Regions from separate parts of the Hordeum vulgare genome. Here region 1 is linked to region 2. A link is a contact called in public Hi-C data. All regions are on one chromosome and are shown on one strand. Each heading gives the region's core, a stretch centred on a gene start, on an enhancer-like site or on the middle of the called end of the contact. The rest is flanking DNA. Distances are from core to core; before and after follow the strand shown.

Evidence for each region. A called contact is a pair of places that touch in the nucleus more often than the background predicts.
Region 1: a Hi-C map of seedling shows a contact between it and region 2, with 2.2 times the contacts expected there. The contact joins the promoter of LOC123428330 here to the promoter of LOC123428328 in region 2. A contact is called at or near these places in 1 of 6 Hi-C or Micro-C datasets (seedling) and 1 of 1 datasets of contacts at active chromatin or transcription factors (embryo).

What each region holds. Positions count from the first base shown.
Region 1 is chr2H:645,363,025-645,367,385 of MorexV3_pseudomolecules_assembly, forward strand. It overlaps LOC123428330 (putative serine/threonine-protein kinase), which reads left to right and starts at 1,847. Exons shown (of 7, transcript XM_045112527.1): 1 at 1,847-2,192; 2 at 2,603-2,776; 3 at 3,080-3,195; 4 at 3,283-3,493; 5 at 3,573-3,810; 6 at 3,984-4,131. The coding sequence starts at 2,680.
Region 2 is chr2H:645,210,684-645,214,819 of MorexV3_pseudomolecules_assembly, forward strand. It overlaps LOC123428328 (protein RALF-like 33), which reads left to right and starts at 2,003. Exons shown (of 1, transcript XM_045112524.1): 1 at 2,003-2,734. The coding sequence starts at 2,090. The coding sequence ends at 2,443.

The DNA.
Region 1 (4,361 bases), core at 597-3,096, 150 kb after region 2:
TTATCACAAGCCCAAATTAATTTGTAGTTGGATGGTTAGAAGGACAATGCGCGTCCTCAATCCATGAGGGTTTAAGTTTCTATGCTCGCATATATGATTGATTTATTTCAGAATTTTTGACGATGCGCGTTCAATGGTTCGTTCTCGTTGACTACGAGGCGCCTACTCCAGTCTCTCGGAGATGCTTACAGTTATAGGATGTGTATTTGTACATTCATAAGGATGAGAGTATGCATGTTTATATGAACGCTTGTGTATGTATTGTGTTAGAAAAAGATACTTGTCACTAGCCCTATCTTTTGGCAACCAAACAAAATGATGCGCAAGAGGAGTTGGTCGCTTTTTTTTTTCTTTTTGTGGAAGAAAGAAAGGCGATCTCCAGCCGCCAGGAGTCCACCACCACCGCCCCACTTCGGCGGCTCCCCTCCGCTGGCTACCTCGGTCGTAGGTGGTGAGGAGGGACACCCGATCAACGCGTGTGGCTTGGTTTTTACTCTCGTAGTTTAGGTTTTTAGGTTGTTCATTGTCTCGGCTTCGTCGACGATGATAGTGATGCTGAATAAATTTTTTTAGATCCTACTCTGACAAGGCGATCGGTCTTATGGTTCGGGATGGATTTGGAAATCAGTCCGTTCAAGTAAGGATGGCATGACGGCAATGACATCCTGGTGGTGGACCTGTGTCCTCGGGCTTCGTCGTTGCGACAACGTTTGTTCCGGCGCTGGTGTAGAGCTTGGGAGGTAGTCCAGTAGCGGATGCAGATTATGGTATGCATCAGCGGCATCTAGAAGGTGGTGGATCTGGGTCCATGGTTCGTGGATGGCAGGTACAGTTTTCTCCTCTAACGTCTTAGTTGGGTGGGGGTGTCAGATCTGGAGTTCGATGGCGTGTTCGGGGTGTTGCTCCAGTCTGATTCGTTCAACGGTGATTGTTTTGCCTTTGGCGAGCCACCTTGAAGGTCCGCAAAGCTGTATATCAATGATGGAACCGCTTCAAGCTCGAGTATGATGTTGATCCCTCATTTTTTACTTTGATGGTTGTTGTGGTAGTGACTATGATTCTTATGATATACTCCATTCGTTCCAAAATATAAGACCTTTTAGAGATTTCACTAGAAGACTACATACGGAGCAAAATGAGTGAATCTATACTCTAAAATATGTCTATGTACATCCGTATGTAGTATATAGTGCAATCTTTAAAAAGTTTTATATTTAGGAACGAAGGGAGTAAATAAAACACGTATTAACGTGGGGAAAAAAGGTTGCAAGACGCGCGGGCATTGAGTCGAGCCGGATGCAAAACCGGACGACCAACGTAGCAACAGTTATCGCCCGCACACACGAACTGGTCGGCGCAGAAGGGGCCGCCGTAGCAGGGGGGGAGGACGCGGTCCGGCGATGGCGACGACGCGGCGTCGGTTGGTTTGGTGAGGTGGTGGCGGCGGCCGTGTCCCCTGTGGCCTGGCAACTGACCACCTGACCTGGTGCGTGCGGTGCACCAGCATACAGCAGAATTACGTAACGTGGTGGTCATCACACCACGCGACGCAGCTAGCTTGATCAGGCTTTCACACGATAACTCTGGACCAGCCAGCAGATTTTGAGAAGCACTGCACGCTGAGCGTGTTGACGAAACAGAGCACCGGCCGGAGGTTGCACGGTTGCTACTGCTACTAGTAGTATCAGATGAGACACATAACTTGTCGCAGAAAAAGAAAAAAGAAAAAGGATGAGACACATAACTAATCAGAAGACAGCGAGGCACCTTCTTCCTCCGTCTCTCTCTTTTATTTGAGCCATTTATTTCAGCGTCTGTCCAATAGTTTTGTATCATCATCATCTGGATGGTTTGATTAGTCTCCGGCCCCCTGTCTTCTCTTCTCTTCTTTTCTCCCTCCTGCAGTCGTACTAGTCGCAGCATAATTGTTTCCAACCTGAGGGCTACAGAGAGAGAGAGAGAGATCTACTCCATAACTCAAGCTGAAGCCCCCAACCACCACCACCCCTTCTTCCCCCTAAGCTTCCCCTCCAACATCTATCCATTTCATCTGCCTCTGCCGTGCCGCCGCCGCCGCCGCTCGCTCGTCACCGATCTGACTCACCCGGGAAGAACACGCACACACCAAGGAAGCAAGCAAGCAAGCAAGCGCCGCCCCCGCCCAGCCGGCTGCTCTCCTGCCTGCCTGCCAGGTACCCCGCCGACCCTTGTCACTTGTCAGCAGCGGCCTGGAGAAGATCCAAGCTCAACTGCAGCCTGGACCCAAGTTTCTTGCACTTCTCTCTCTTTTATCCGCGAGAAGCTTCCACGATAGTAGGTTTGAGGTTAATTTCATGGTGTATGGTGACCCCTGACCCTCATCTGCTCCAAAAGATGAAGAAAATAGCCAAGCCGGGCTTTCATACAGAGCCACACGCGTGCTGTCATCAACTTCCCTGCAACTTGGCCCTCTCCTGAACTTTCAGCTTTTACAAAATTCAGTCCAGCTTGGACCTCTCCTTAACTTTCATCCTTTATAAAATTTCAGTCCAGCTTGGCCTCTCATGCAGTTACAGTTTCTATGAAATCGTCAGGCTTGAGCTCTTGTCTTATGTTCAGGCAGACTAGAGCGCGGCGCCGCCTTGCTGAATGTTCCTGCAAGCTTGACGAGGACTGCTGACACCATAGCAACCGAGGATAATGAGCTGGTGTTGCCTCCCAAGAGCCAAGAAGCAGCAGCACAATCTCTACTCCCACAGACAACAGGAGATTCTTCACTCCAATACCAGCATAAGCGGTAAGACTTCTCTTTGCGTTGCGAAATTTACTGCACTGTCGACCGGCAGAGTTTACGGATTTATTGTTATGAATTTGTGATGCCTTCAGCCCTTCATGCAGTATTCTTCCATCAGTTGCTTTTTGTTCCCACACAACTACAGATATTTTTTTTATAAGGAAAATATACCCTATGCATGCAGCCATACACAATTACAGATATGCCGAAGCTTAATGTTCATGTTTACGCTTTACTTATCATCCTTCAACAAAAGTTTGGACAAATAATTAACGACACGTCCTTACCGAGTGTTGCTGTTTTCAGGCATTTCGGCGGAGAAGAACATAAGGCTCTTCTCCCATGCGCAGTTGAGATCAGCAACAGACAACTTCAACCACAACAATAAAGTCGGCCGAGGTGGATTCGGGATAGTATATAAGGTGACATTTTCATCTCCCTATTATGTGGGAACTGCTCTCTCAAACTTGTTTGCTCGAATCTGGCTGATCAGTATATCCATGTTCCAGGGAACCCTACAAAACAAGCAAGACGTTGCAGTCAAGGTTCTCTCTGCCGAATCCAGACAGGGCATCAGAGAATTCTTGACAGAAATTGATGTTATCAGCAATGTGAAGCACCCTAACCTGGTCGAATTGATCGGCTGTTGTGTTGAAGCAGATAATCGCATTTTGGTGTATGAGTACCTAGAAAACAGCAGCCTCGACCGTGCACTGCTGGGTATGAACCTATTATTATGTGACTATATTAATATGATCATTTTCTTTGTGACTTGACAGTTTACCTTGTGCTTCCGCAGGTTCTACCAGCGATCCTGCTAATTTTACATGGAGCGTAAGGTCTTCCATATGCATTGGTGTTGCTAGAGGTCTTGCATACCTGCATGAAGAGATCCCGTCACCGATCGTGCACAGAGACATCAAGGCTAGCAATATACTCATGGACAAAAATTATGTACCTAAGATCGGGGACTTTGGTCTGGCCAAACTATTTCCGGATAATATCACCCACATCAGTACCCGAGTAGCTGGAACAACGTGAGTACCTGTGCGATTTGCAATTCATTTAATTGGAGGGTTAAAAAAAATTGTTACCATTTGCTTTCTCCTTATTAGTTCTGTTTTCGTCTATCCCACTATGTATTTGCTCTTTAGTCCCTGTTTATTCTCATGTAACCTAGAATTAACCCTGCTTACTGGGTTTCATGCAGAGGTTATCTTGCACCTGAATATGCATGGCATGGTCAATTGACTAAGAAAGCAGATATATACAGCTTCGGGGTTCTTGTCATCGAGGTCATAAGCGGCAAGAGTGGTTCGAGGAGCCTGCTGGCTGATGATAAGTTTCTTCTAGAGAAGGTCAGTTCTTGCTTACTTTCATGTGCTTCTCATCACCTGCCTCTCTGCATTCCACAAACGAAGACATGTTTGTAATACAGTTCAGAAATCAGAATAACATATTTCAGTTAAAAAAAAACTGAAGACATGTACTGTAATTCTTCTTATCACCTGCTTATCTGCATTCCAGAAATGAAGACATGTACTGTAATTCAGCTTGAAAATATCAGAACAACAACACATTTTTTCAA
Region 2 (4,136 bases), core at 753-3,252:
CCGCCGACGCTTCATACGAGGACGGCGTCGCTGCAAATGAGCGAACGCTTCTGTTGGCGGTGCCACAAGTCGAGGACGACAGCATCGAGCGGGGCACGACGTTGATCTGCTGTGAGGAGGGCCACCTCGGCGCTCACGCATCCAAGCATTTTTGCGGCGACATGGGGATGAAGCAGCAGCGACATCCAGCTAGCTGAGCGTTGACCGGATCTGACGACCAGGTTGGGTCCAAATCACAATAATCGGAGGGCTCGCGAGGCGGCTTAAGTTTAACACTTATCAGCCGATAAATTAGTAGCAGTCGCCTAATAATATAGCCAACTGCTGGCTCTAAGATGTTGACACATCATCTATAGCCAACACATACATTCACTCCTACAACTATGTTAACTATAAGGCTGATACTTTTTCTCATCTACTCTCTATCTCTTTGTTCACATTTGTCTGACTAGGAACCCGCATATAGCTAGACTATTACATAAGAGTCCATCTTTCTTTTTTTATGCATCTATTCTTCACATAAGCAAAATTTCCATGTAAACGAGCTTATAGCCTACTACTATTATACTGCTCTTAAACTGTTTGGATAATGTCCTTTGTTGTGAGGAGGAAGGTACGCCGGATTCTGTTTGAAAAAAAAGGTACTACGCCGGATTTGGTGGCAAAAAAGGCTTTGTTGCCAGATGGACCTACTATCTAATGATTTAAGCCCTGTTTGTTTCATAAGTCTTAGGACTTTTTTTAAGTCCCAACTTATAAATCATAAGTCCTTACCTGTTTGTTTACAGGGACTTATAAGTCCCGAGTCTCTACCTGTTTGTTTACATGGACTTATAAGTTCATGTTGCACCTAATAATACACTTGTTCACATAACCCTTGTTCATACAAATGAATTGCAGAATAGTGACAACCGAAATAACAATTGTTCATAACACTTGTTCATACAAACGAAACTAGATGAATCATCTTTTAATTATATTAGCAAGAATCACCAGGAAACTGGCTTAATTGCATCGCACATGACCGGCTTAATTGCATCGCACAGACTGGGTGAATCATTAGCGAATCATCAGTGAAATTGCATCGCACATGCCGACGAGACGGGACAGCGGGCGGACGGGGCGACGGGCGACGAGACGGGACTAACCGAGGCAGAAACGGGCGACGGGACGGGGTGGCGGGGGGACGAGCCGAGGCCGACGGGACGGGACGGGGGGGGGGGGGGGGGACGGGGCGACGATGGGGCGGGGCGGCGACGGGGCGGCTACTCCAGCGATGCGGGGCGGTGGGGCGGCGGCGGGGCGGGCGGCGACGGGGCGGCTAGCGATGCGAGGCGGTTGGGCGGCGGCGATTGGGGCTGGGAGCGACGCGGGGTAGGGCGGTGGGGCGGGGGCACTGATCGATGCGGGAAACGACGCGGGTCAACGAGCATAAGTCCCAATAAGCTACTCCCTGAGAGTCTTATTTGATAAGTCCAAATCATCACAATAAGTCCCAATAAGTCCCCTGTGTTTGGTTTAGGTGGGACTTAGGGCATCTCCAACAGTTTGTTGGTTAGCTTGTTGGTAAAATATGCCATGTCATCAGCCAACACCTTAACATACAACTACTTCAATGGGTTGTATCTAGTTTGCCCAATAAGATGTGAGGTAATAAATAAGGTGCTCTCTCATTCTACATTGGAGCTTGTGCAAGGGTGTTGGTTAATTTACATACAACCTTGTTCTCTTTCCTCCTTTATTGCAATGACACATCATCAAAAATCCTATGTGTCAAAATTACCAACAACTATCTTACAACCATTGGAGATGCCCTTAGGGACTTTTTTAAGTCCCTAAACCAATAAGTGTGTGGAAACAAACACCCTCTCAGCTCCCAAGAAAAACCAGCGGTAAAAAGACAAGGACGGAAAATGGTAAACCCCACGGGCCCGTTCCCCACGGCCACGGGACACAACGGACGACTGTCGGCAGTGGCACTGCATTTAAGGCCGCCTCCACCACTCCACTCCACTCCACCACTCTTTCACCGGGGAGAAAAGATCCAGCCACAGCAACTGTTCCACTCTTCGAGATCTCGGCTCCGGCAATGCCTCCATGGGCGGCCACCCCCGTGCTGCCGCTGCTCCTCCTCGTGCTGCTGCTGCTGCTGGTGGTGCGGGGGAGAGGAGGCCATGGCGCCATCACCATCGGCGGTCTGGACATGGACATGGACGTGGGGGTGGAGGCAGCGCAGATGGGCTCGGAGGCGGCGCACGGCCGGCTGCTGTGGGAGACCGGTGGCGGCAGGAGGTACATCAGCTACGACGCGCTGCGGGGGGATGCGGTGCCGTGCTCTAGGCCGGGGGTGCCATACTACAACTGCCGGGTCAGCACCACCGCTAACCCCTACACCCGCGGCTGCGACTCCATCACCCGCTGCCGCGACGACGACCCTTCCTAGGTAACCACTGTAATTGATTGCCAAGGTTGCTGGATCCAGAGAACGGCGGATGCTGCTCGTTTTGTGTGTGTGTGTGTTTTGCTTGCTGGGTCAGAGTAGTAGGTGGAGTATTTTGCTGGATCATATTGCATCAATAATATAATGTGTCCGTGTATGTATGTAGCTAAGAATCGATTCCAGCTCCAAGGATATTATTACACGGAGTTAAGAACCTGGATCATATGGAGTGTTATGTTGTATTATAGAAACTTCCCTGGTAACAACCAATTGTATGGTCAAATCATTCCTGTATGTGTTTTTGCTGGGTCAGTAGGTGAAGTTCAGTAATAACGACTGATGGACGAATAATGTATCCGTCCCGCTCCCGCGCTAGAAACTTGCAGCGATGCTCAAGCAACGGATGACACCAGAAACAAACTGCCACCGGTGAGCTGAGACCGAGAGTCTCTGCTGCTAGCAGTTTCCCAGTTCGTTGCTGAATCGTGAATGAATGCCTAGGTAAACTGGATTTCGTGTTGTTGACTGACTGCTGCTTGGGCCCTTCGTGAATTTGGCGATGATGACAATCACCAGGCCAAATTCACATCTGCTGGCGACTACCCTCAGGCCTCAGCTGGGTTATAGGATTAACATCTGCTGGTTGTGTCTCGTAGAGATTGTGCTGCTGGATTTCATCAGTTGTCGGCAGCCGATGGACTTTGTTTCTGCTTGACACTGCTGCCGATGGACTTTGTTTCTGCTTGACACTGCTGCCGATGGACTTTGTCAGTGCACACCCGTGGCTGCTTTATCCTTTTGCCCCAGAGTACCGAAATTCTGAACATTCATAACTGCTAGGGGAGTGGCAAATGCATTTCCCACGTGACTGCTTTATCCTTTGCCCCACAAATTATTTTCCCGCACAAAAGGGTGGAAATTGCTTTTGGCTCCCAAGCTCCATGAAGGCCTTTAAATTCAAACTTCAGATTTCATAAAAATTCGTATTTTCATATTTAAAAAAATTCTGAAAAAATACATAGATAGATGAAGGTATAATACGCAAGTGTGTAAATTTTCAAAACAAAATACGTTGAAATAAGGGCTGTGCAAAAAAGACAAATCTAGAACTTTTTAACACATGTTACTATTCATCATTTCAGACCATGAATTTGTCTTTTTGTACAAGTCGCGTTTCAAAGTATTTCGACCTGAAATTTTACTCACACACAGATCACATCCTTATTTAGTTGTATATTTTTTTAGTTTTTTGTAACTATTTTTTTTTAATTTTGATTTTTTCCACAAAAAAATCGGCCTCCACGGAGGCCTAGCTCCAAAACGCCGTACTCCACAAAAGGGCCTCTTTGCTTCCAAGGATTTCTAAAGCAAGTTTCCGAGGATTCCCATCCTTAGGATTTCTTTCCTACATTAACTGTTTGATTCGTAGGATTGCGATCCATTGGAATTTTTCATTTTAATTCGTTTCTACCAGTTTTCGTTGGAAATTTTTCACCCACTCCAACCTCATGCGGTGACCGTGACACCAAATTTTTACGTGTTACACACGCACAATCAAGCTCACATGCTAATCCTGTAGTATTGAAAATGACACGGCACTTCATTCCTGTACTGTTGCTACGAATTCTACGGATCAGAAATGCCCTAAATAATATCCCGCAATAGAAAACCCTAAAAATTAGAGAGCTAAGCTTGT